Regions from separate parts of the Sus scrofa genome. Here region 1 is linked to region 2. Evidence: chromatin contacts called from public HiChIP or PLAC-seq data. All regions are on one chromosome and are shown on one strand. The core of a region is the stretch at or near the end of the contact, and the rest is flanking DNA. Distances in the headings are between cores, read along the strand shown. Region 1 holds the start of PTPN4 (tyrosine-protein phosphatase non-receptor type 4). Region 2 holds the start of TMEM185B (transmembrane protein 185B).

Region 1 (4,736 bases), core at 1,334-3,833, 360 kb before region 2:
CATGAGGACGCTTAACCTTCATCTAGCTAAAGGATTCAATTTTTTTTCTCATTAGCCCAAGAAAGTATAAGTTATAGTTCTTGGTGTCAAATGCAAAATCAAGTGGCAGTGTTTGGTTACAAGGTGGTTATCAAGATGATCCAGAATGGGCATATATTGATATTTTAAAGATTATAACTGAAATAAAGGTAATAAATATTTTCATAGAGACCTTGGAGGTACGACTCCATTTACACCAAATGTCCAGAGTAGGCAAATCCATAGAGACAGAAAGTAGATTGATGGTTGTCAGGGGGTTGGGGGAAGAGGGAAGGAAGAGTGCCTGCTCCTGGGTATGGGATTTCATTTTGGGGTGATTAAAATGTTCTGGAATTAGGTAGTGGTCATGGCTGCACAACTTCACAAATATACCAAAAAGCAACATGGCATAGAAATTATATCTCAACTTTTAAAAAGTTTCTTCACAATTTTCCTAAAGAATTGTAGGTACACATGAAGAGTACATCCGTTTACTTAAAGGACTTACCCTGTGGAGTTTCCCTAAAGAAAGTGTGTCCTCTTCCTGCCCCTCCAACGCTGAGGCTCCAGCTGTATTTATATTAAAGGTGAGATTTATATTTGCATAAAAGGTCACTAGAGTTTATGGTTGAGGGTAGGAAGAATGGGCTGAGGGAGAAGGTCTGGAAATAGGAAAATTAGTTGGAGGACTAGTTGCAAGGCTCTACAGGGAATCAATAAGGACACATTTGGACCCGACTAGTCTCACTCAGAGACACAGCAATTTACCAGATGTGAAGCTGGGTAAGAGCCAGCTCTGCATCAAGTAACTTTTTGAACTCCCCCCAATATAATATTTAAGCCCTTCATTCTTTCAACAGATTTTTCTGACACCAGGCAATGTCACTGTCATCAGGCATTAGAGGGGACACAAAGATGACTCAGTCAAGGTCCCTGCCCTCCAGTAACTTACAATGGAGAAGTGGCCCACGCAGGGACAGGTATCCCATAATCAAATGTCCACTGTGATAAGAGAAAGGGAGGTGTATGATCTAGAAGTATCAATGTCAAAGGAGGAAGAAATTCTTCAGGTGTAAGTCCTCTGTGATCTGTGGCTGCAGGATGACTGAGTGTTGCTAGGCGGAGATGAAGTGAAGAGCATTTCAATAGAGGGAGGACAGGATCTTAGGCACAGAAAATGGAGAAACAGGCAGGAAAGCCTGTCAGGGAAGGATGAATGAGCACTGGCTGGAACTAAGCTCTCAGAAGGAAACTAAGTGGAAGAGGTAGCGCAGAAAAACAGGGACTGGCAAGTTGTCTTTTTAAAAATGGAAAAACTCAGAGTTCCCTTTGTGGCTCAGCGGTTAACAAACCCGACTAGGATCCATGAGGATTTGGGTTCAATCCCTGGCCTCACTCAACGGGTTAGGGGTCCTGTGTTGCTGTGAGCTGTGGTGTAGGTCGCAGACATGGCTCAGATCTGGCGTGGCTGTGGTGTAGGCCGGCAGCTGTAACTCTGATTCCACACCTAGCCTGGGAATTTCCAAATGCTGCGGGTGTGGCCCTAAAAAGAAAAAATAAAATGGAAAAACTGAACTGGGGTGCAAAGGAGAAGATGGTCATTAGAAATTGCTGTCTTTCACGGATTTGTAGAAATGTGCCAGATTTCACCTTGCAAAAACCACCCCTCATCAGTAAATGAGCACTTTGTCGGCTTGGAGAGAAAGTGATTTTTGAAAGGTTTTAGGCAGGCCGGTTCTGGTGGGGGCGCTGCGGCTAAGAGCAAGGAAGAGCAAGAAGGTGCCAGACGACAGGAAAGAACTCTGACAAAAATGAATGCAAAAAGGAAATGTAGCAGTTTCCAAATTCTTCCTCCCATCATTTGGCTAACAACCCCTCCCCCTCCACGCGGCCGCCCCTAGTCATGTCTCATCGCCAATAAGTTTGTGCCATCAATAGGATGTTAGAATGCACCAGGCTACAAACCCTGGCGTGGTAACACTCACTTCATACGTTTGGTTAGAACGAATTAATTCAGTTTTTAAAAGTACATCGTTCCTGGCACACAGAGACACCCAAACGTCTGTTTTATAAGTGAACGTTGTTTGTTCTTTGTTTCAGGGTCGGTATTTAGGAGAGGAAATGATTCAAAACTGCATCCTAAAACCTATATTCTCTTTTAACACTTAAGTTAGTACAACCTGGGGCCGAGAGGTCCGGTTTTTCTCTTTTTGCCCCTTCGGGCGATCCCTTAGGTCAGTAGGTCCAGCGGGGGTCGCAGTTCCAGTAACCAATCGCCGCGCGGCCGCGGGGCCAAGGGGCCGCGGGGCCGCGGGGTGGAGCCTCAGAGCCCCGCCCCTCCTCCCCACCTACCCAGGTCCGGCCTCCCTCGCACCTGCGCGTCCCCCGGCTCTCGGGCTGGTGTAACATCTTCCAGCCGGTGCTGGCGGGGAAGGGGCTTGGCCTCGTCTCTCGCGAGATCGCCTCCAGTGGCCGCCACCGCCGTTCCTGGCTGCTGACTGGCGGCGTCTGCGCAGCCGCCATGTTCGGTTGCTATGCTGTGGCCTGGGAGACGGGGTGTGCTTGAGGGAGGAGGAGGAGACGGAGGAGGAGGAGGAGGAAGAGGAGGAGGAGGCGGAGGAGGCGGGAGGGACTGAGCTCCCATTGCACTCTCACACACAAACGCTGCCCGGGATTGCCTGCCCGCTCGCGCAGCGCCGCACGCAGTTCCGCTCCTCTCGGCCCCCACATTGTTCGCTCAGGACTCCAGGGTCCCCAGGGGCCGGATTCCGGGCCCCGCTCCGGGGCTCCCCTCCCCCACGGCAGTGTGGCGGGGTCGGATTAGCTCATCCCCGCAGGGAGGTGGGAGAGCGCGCGGCCGCCCCGCAGTATGAGGTGGTGCCGGCGGCTCGGGGCCGTGGCGCGGCCGCTGCGGCGCCGGCTGCTGGGGGGGCGCTGAGGGAGCCCTGGGGGCGGCGCAGCCGGGCCTCCGGGCTTTTCTTCTCCAGCCGGGAGGACGCGGCTGGGATACGAAGGTAAGAGGCTCCCGTAGCCCTGCCGGCCGTTCGGCCCTGCGCGGTACGCGAGGCTGTCACCTGCGGCTCTTGGGGCTCGTAGGGGCAAGTCAGGGCCAGCTGGAGATGCGAGGTTGATGCCAAAGTAAGGGAAAAGGATGCTTCCTGCCTCCTCCCTTTCTTCGCGGGACTCCTGCTTTCCGAGCTCCTGGGGGGTTTAGTTGGAATGTCTGTTGTGGTTGAGCCAAGGGAGAAGGGATGGAATAGGTGCGGAGATGGAATGTTCCACGGCATCTAAACTCTAGGTGAGGTTTTGGAATCTTCCGAGTTTTCCATTGCTGGTAAGATTTTTTTTTCTTATTTTAATAAATTGGGTCCTATGAGCGCTTCCTGCGTGCTGTATGGGCTTACAGTCCCTACCATTGAAGTTTTAAGCCTTTTATAGATCTACTGATGCCTACTTGTATTAAGGAAATCTGTAGTTGGCCCAGAAAAAAAAAGTTGAGTTTAGCAGAATAGAGGTACGAGTGCGTTCCCCAGGGTTTCCTTAAAATGAAGCAGTTTACAATTGCATAGATATATGTATAGATGGGTTCTGCGAAACTTAGAAGGGAGACTTAATGCCTGGGAGGTATTATATAGTGACCACAATGGGCACTCCGATTTGTAGAATTTTCAAGCGCTTTTTCTCGGAGAACCTGGACGTCTGCAGTATACCAACTGCTTTTAGAATCCGAGATTGGGGTAGTATTAGGTTTTTTGTGACCAGAGCTGACAGTTGAAACAGTCCAGTTTAAACCATGTTGATGGAGGGAAAAAACCCCTAAAGCCAAAGTATCCGATTTGTAAAAGATGATTTGAGTAAGAAGACGACCGTGGAACAGTAAAACCAGGGCATTTTTTAATCCTGATTTTTGAATCTTAACCTGCCAGAGAAAAAAATTATTTTTCATTTTTTTAAGGGGGTGGGGAGGAGATGACCTTAAAATAAATGATTATTCAGAGCTCTAAGTGTGCTTAAGGGGATAGAGCTAGATATTATATCAGTTAAATTTGGCATATTCAACATACAGATTTTTTTAAAAGACTTTTTTGAAAGCAAAAGTTTATCAGACAGAACTTCTTTACTAACTCATAATAAGAGAGTAAATTTAGTCTGACAAAATACTGTGGGATCCACTGATTTTGTCAGACAAAATTTATGCTCCAGTTACCACCAATGCTATTTTTATGTCTCTCTCTGGATCTTTCTTTTTTTTTTTTAATGGCACACATGATCTGTTAACAGTTTTTTGTCAAAACATGTGTATGACAATATCATGATCTTGAATGGTTTATAAGAAGAGAATCATGGTCTTTTTTTTGTCTATGGGAATATTTGTGATTCAGCTAATCAGTTTTAAACATTTGGCACGAGGTTTTGAAAACACAAGCAGCGGTGACCATTTTGTAGTTTCATTAATATTAATTGACTAGGTTAAAGTTTAAGTTTAAAAATCACAGTTTCCTCAAAAGTAGTCATGGATGAGGATGTGACTTTCTTATTGCCTGTTTTCTTACCTGCTTAGATTCTGGGCTGTGGGCACTAAGTTATTTAAAACTTGTGGTTTCCCCTTATTTTCTAATTGAATATCTTTTAAAATGGCCTTTGTAACTTTGTTACTTTAAATTTGTGACACCCAATTTCTAATTTAGGCTAGGCATAAAACCAGCATTGATTGAACA
Region 2 (5,037 bases), core at 359-2,858:
GATTAATGACAGCCAAAGAGGGACGAATATGGAGACGTAGGAGAACACGTTGTGGCCGTCCAGCCTGTGAACCAGCAGAACCTCAAAAGTGAGCAGGGGCACGACGATCGTTATCCAGCTGATGGCCATGGTCACATGTGTTCTTCGCTGCTCGGCAACCACATCCAGAGAACGCAGGAACAGGAGGGACCAGACAATGTAATAGAGGACCACCAAGCAGAGAAAGGACATGAGGATCCAGAGCGGCACAAACACCACCAGCCACGGCCAGTGGATGATCCTGTCCAGCCTCAGGGCGATGAAGATGAACTGCAGGATGTTGACAGAGCACAGGATCTCCAGCTCCAGGGACCTGTCGTGCCGGAAGCCCCATACGCAAGCGGCCACGGAGACGGGAGACACAAAGAAGAGCGGCATGAAGACCAGTAGCCAGAAGTGGGTGCCCCTCTCCACCCTGTCGCAGACTAGCACTTCGAACATGAGCAGCAGCAGGTGGATGCCCACGGCGATCAGCATGGCCTTGAACTCCACACAGGCCTCACCCTCGGTGCGGTAACGGGGATTCCTCGCCCAAACGCCCGCGCCCACCGAGGCGCCAGCAAGGACCAGGAGCTTCCACAGCCATATGGGGGCGAACACAGCCCAATAGCTCCACTGGATGACGCCGTCCAGGCGGAGGGGCAGCAGCACGGAGAAGAGCAGCAGACAGGCGTAGATGAGGAACTTACTCGGGTTGAAATCCTGGAACAGGCCCCTGGGGTTCATAGCGAGGCTGCTGCCCCCAACCCGGGGCCACCGCGTCTGCGCTGCTTCCGGGGCCCGCCGCCTCCCCCGGCCCGGCCCGCGTCAGACCCAGGTGGGAAACAGCCCTGAGCCCTGCAGGAGGAGCTTCCGGCCTGCGGCGCCGAGAGGCCGGAACACGTGCGCGCCTGGTCACGTGGCCCGACCGGAAACGCGATGGGCGTGGCGTGCGCGCCGGCGGTCTCCTGGCGACCCGCCGGGCCCGGAGGACGAAGTGTCTCGGAGCCCGGCGCTGCCTGGGCCCCGCGGCCGCCCGCCTTCACTGCGTACCCATTTGGAAAGCAGCTACTGCGTGTGGCGCCGGGAAGGGCGGGACGGGCGACTCCGGCCGGCCCGTTGGCAACGAGCTGGCGGCCACCGCGGGCGGACGCTTCCTGACGGCGCTGCGAGCCGGGAGGCGGGAGTGAGCTCACATCCTCTCGGCCAGCCCAGGCGGGAGGCGGGGCCCAGGCAGGAGCCGGGGCTGGGCGCGGATATGGGCGGGCCAGGGCCCAGGCAGGAGGTGGGGAAAGGGCGGGGCCGAGAGTGGGTGGAGCGCGGCCGGCCGCGGGTGCCCCACCCTCTTCGGCAACCGACTGGGGCTCCAGCGCAGCCGACACTGAGCGGGGGAACCGCGTGGGCACGAGCGAGGCGGGTGGACGGGCGAATGTGGAGTTTGTGAGCGAGCGAACAGGTGCTATAACTAGGAATGCACAGAGTGGGTGTGCATATGTGAAGACGTGTGTGTGCACGAGACATGAGGCAGTGGGCTTGACCTCGTGCGGCGGAAGGGGCTGGTGCGTGCAGTCAGTGTACTGGGTAGGGTGGAGCCCAGTGCCTGGAACAGATGGCTTCTGGGGCTGAACTCGACATGGTGGGGCACTGGCAGTTCTCAGGCTGCTTGTGAAATGGCGGAGGCAGGGTGCCTGGCTACCAGTGCAATCTCACACCTGCCCAGAGAGGATGAGAAGGTGCTGAGAGGGTGTTAGACCCTGCAGGGCCCCTCCCAAAAGTTCCAGGAGCGGGTGAGGAAACTGGACCCAGCAAGCAGGTGCTTCCTGCTCCAGGTCACAGTAGGGTTAGGAGCAGAATGGAGATTCAGATTCTGGGCTCCCCACTTGAAGTTCCTAACCCTTATCTGCCCCCGCCTCAGTCTGATTGTGACAGAACAATAGTGGGACAAGGGCCAAGAGGTCAAGAAATCTGGCGTGGGAGTTCCTGTCATGGCTCAAAGGAAACAAATGCGACTAGGAACCGTGAGATTTCGGGTTTGATCCCTGGCCTTGCTCAGTGGGTTAAGGATCTGGTGTTGCCGTGAGCCGTGGTGTAGGTCACAGACACGACTCGGAACTGGCATTGCTGTGGCTGTGGTGTAGGCAGGCAGCTACAGCTCCGATTAGACCCCCAGCCTGGGAACCTCCATATAGGGCTGTGGGTGCGGCCCTAAAAAGCAAAACAAAAACAAAAAAATAACTCTACCAGTCCAGCTACTGAAATGGGTTTTTTGAGGATTCAGTGAATCAATACATGGAAAACACTTTGCATTTAAAGAAAGTTCGCTGGTGGCTCAGCGGGTTAAAGATCCCATGTTGTTACTGCTGTGGCATAGGTTCAGGCCCCAGGAATTTTCATATGCTGGCGCAGTCAAAAAAAAAAGTCACCACACTTTGGAAAGTAAAGCCTGGGGGTGGGGGACCTGCTGGCAGCTCCCCAGGCAAGTGGTGGCAGAGCCAGTTCTTCTGGCCCCTGTTAGGACACTCAGAAATCCTCCCCAGGATCCTCCCTAAAGCCACATGACCTCGGGCCTTTGCTGCCAGCTTGGTGGCCAAGATGGGAGTTTTGGAGCCTGTTTCCCACGCATCTAGAGCACCTCCAGACACGCATCTGGTTCTCATCCAGGAGGGAGATTTTTTTTTTTTTTGTCTTTTTGCCTTTTCTTGGGCCGCTCCCATGGCGTATAGAGGTTCCCAGGCTAGAGGTCTAATCGGAGCTATAGCCACCAGCCTACGCCACAGCCACAGCAATGCCAGATCCAAGCCACATCTGTGGCCTACACCACAGCTCACAACAACGCCAGATCCTTAACCCATTGAGCAAGGCCAGGAATCGAACCTCAACCTCATGGTTCCTAGTCGGATTCCTTAACCACTGAGCCACAGCGGGAACTCCCAGGAGGGGGATCTTGAGATGGGCTGTCACAATCTCATGTGTCTTTGCTGTCCTCCTCCCAAGGGAGGTCAGAGCCTGCTTCCGCAGGTGCAGCCATAAAAAGACAAAAAAAAAAAAAAAAAAATTTGAGCCTACTCATGATAGTGACCCTGCCCTGGCTCAGTAGTTCCCTCCCCACTGGCTCTGAGTACATGGAACCCACAGGCAGACGCGGTCCTCACTGCCAGCATGGCAAGCCCTGTGCTGTTCCTTCCCAGGCCAGGGCCATCTGTCTTCAGAGAGCTCACGTATTTGTTCTTAGTTTTCAGTTGCGACTGTTAATAACTTGCCACAAGGAGAGCTTAAAACCATGCCCACGTTTTATCCCACAGTTTTGGTGAGTCCGAAGTTTGGGCATAGGCTGAGCTCAGCTGGTTTTATGCCTGAGTCTCACCAAGGGCCTTGTTCCCTGCTGGAGGCACTGATGTGAATCTGATTCCAGGCTGGTTTAGCTTGGCAGGACTTCATTGCCTTGGGGCTGGAGGACTGAGTCTCCCCTGTCCTTGCTGGTTGTCAGCCAGGGATGAATCTCAGCCGCCCGCATCTCCTGGCCTAGGGCCCCCTTCACAGCCGCCAGTGGTGCATTCTCCCACTTTCAAATCTCTGACTGCCCCTTCAGCTGCACTTCTCCTCTGCCTGACTTTTCTCTTGTTAAGGACTCAGGTAATTACACTGGGCTCAGCTAGACAATCAGTTCCCTGGAGGAGCTGGAATGAAGGCAGGAGTCTAGACCAGGCCATGGTCTTCTGGCCCCAGTAGACAGAATCCCCTCACTGCAAATCCCCAAAGTAGGTGGCTAGGGGTAGAGGGATGACCTGTACAGAAAGCCCAGGGACACTGGCCTTCTCAGACCCATCTGGATTGGCTTAGGTCAGCTTCTTCACCAGGACACCATAGACCACCTGGCCCTTTGTGCCAGCCTCAGCACCCTGCTGCCCTGTGACCCCCTCAATCCTGATGCTGCTGTCTCCAAGCTCCGTGAATTTGGCAGCTAAGCAGCCTCCAGCCCCATCTGTGTGGTGGAGACAACCTCACACAACTGTGATGCAAAATGAAACCATGTATGAAAAACTCAGGATGTGCTTAGTTATTCTGTCCTTTCGGTGGCTACTGTTTCTCTTTTATTTATTTTTTCTTTCTTTTATTTTTCCTGGCTGTGGCATGCAGAAGTTCCTGGGATTGAGCCCAAGCCACAGCAGTGACAATGCTGAAGCCTCAACCTACTAGGCCACCGTGGAGCTCCAGGTGTTTTTCCCCTCCCCCTCCAGCTCTGAGGTTCTCCTCCACCCCCCAGTTGTGTGGTCAGGCCCAGTGCTCACACCCCAGGGCATTGAGATCCTCTCTCTGCTCACCTGGCTGTCCCAAGATGACAGTGGTTCCCAAGGGCAGGACCCCATCTTTCATCTCTGTATCTGCAGTTTCTAGCACAGACCTATGCACAGTGAGTGTATCCAGGAAGCAGGGGTGGGCAGGAAGGAGGCAGCTGTTGTGGCATTGTAGGCCTAGGCTGAGCAGCAGAGCAAAGCAGCTCATCCAAAGCCCAGAGGTGTTGGGTTTTCGAGGGGCAGTCTCTGGGCCCCGCACGAGGACGTCCTGGAGCCCACCAGCCCCTCATGCTTGTGCTGAGCTCCATATTTCAAAGCGAGACATCATCTGAAGCTCGTTTTGAGGGGCTGCAGCAGAGGCGCAACCCTCAGTTCACAGATGGGGAAACCAGACCAGGTGAGCCCCAACTCTGTGACCACAGCTTTCTCCTGAGCCCTGCCATTGGCCCAGCTGGTGTCCAGGCCCCACTGAAGAGCTGGACTCTGATCGGGGTCCCTTGAGACTTAGGCTTGTGTTTAGCAGCTTTTCCTTTACTGGCATATTCATCTCACGAAGGTGTGTCAAGCATCTGTCCTGACTTGCAATGCAGTAGTACACATGCTAGATTCACGAGATTAATATCCCACGGGCGCTTAATACATAACGTCTAGTATTTTTGTTTCATCTTCTTTGTCGTCTTTGCAGAAACAGGGTCAGTGCAAATCTGCAGTTGATGGCGGCTGG

The links. HiChIP or PLAC-seq counts read pairs in DNA pulled down with a chosen protein or histone mark.
Region 1: a contact with region 2 is called in an H3K27ac HiChIP or PLAC-seq map of alveolar macrophages. The contact joins the promoter of PTPN4 here to the promoter of TMEM185B in region 2. A contact is called at or near these places in 2 of 5 promoter capture datasets (fetal liver and liver), 1 of 47 Hi-C or Micro-C datasets (liver) and 1 of 2 datasets of contacts at active chromatin or transcription factors (alveolar macrophages).

Annotation. Positions count from the first base shown.
Region 1 is chr15:31,500,825-31,505,560 of Sscrofa11.1, reverse strand. PTPN4 (tyrosine-protein phosphatase non-receptor type 4) reads left to right here and starts at 2,583. Exons shown (of 27, transcript XM_005654169.3): 1 at 2,583-3,032. LOC102162428 (a long non-coding RNA gene) reads right to left here and starts at 2,571. Exons shown (of 2, transcript XR_002339085.1): 1 at 2,371-2,571.
Region 2 is chr15:31,136,854-31,141,890 of Sscrofa11.1, reverse strand. It overlaps TMEM185B (transmembrane protein 185B), which reads right to left and starts at 1,608. Exons shown (of 1, transcript XM_003359446.4): 1 at 1-1,608. The coding sequence starts at 765.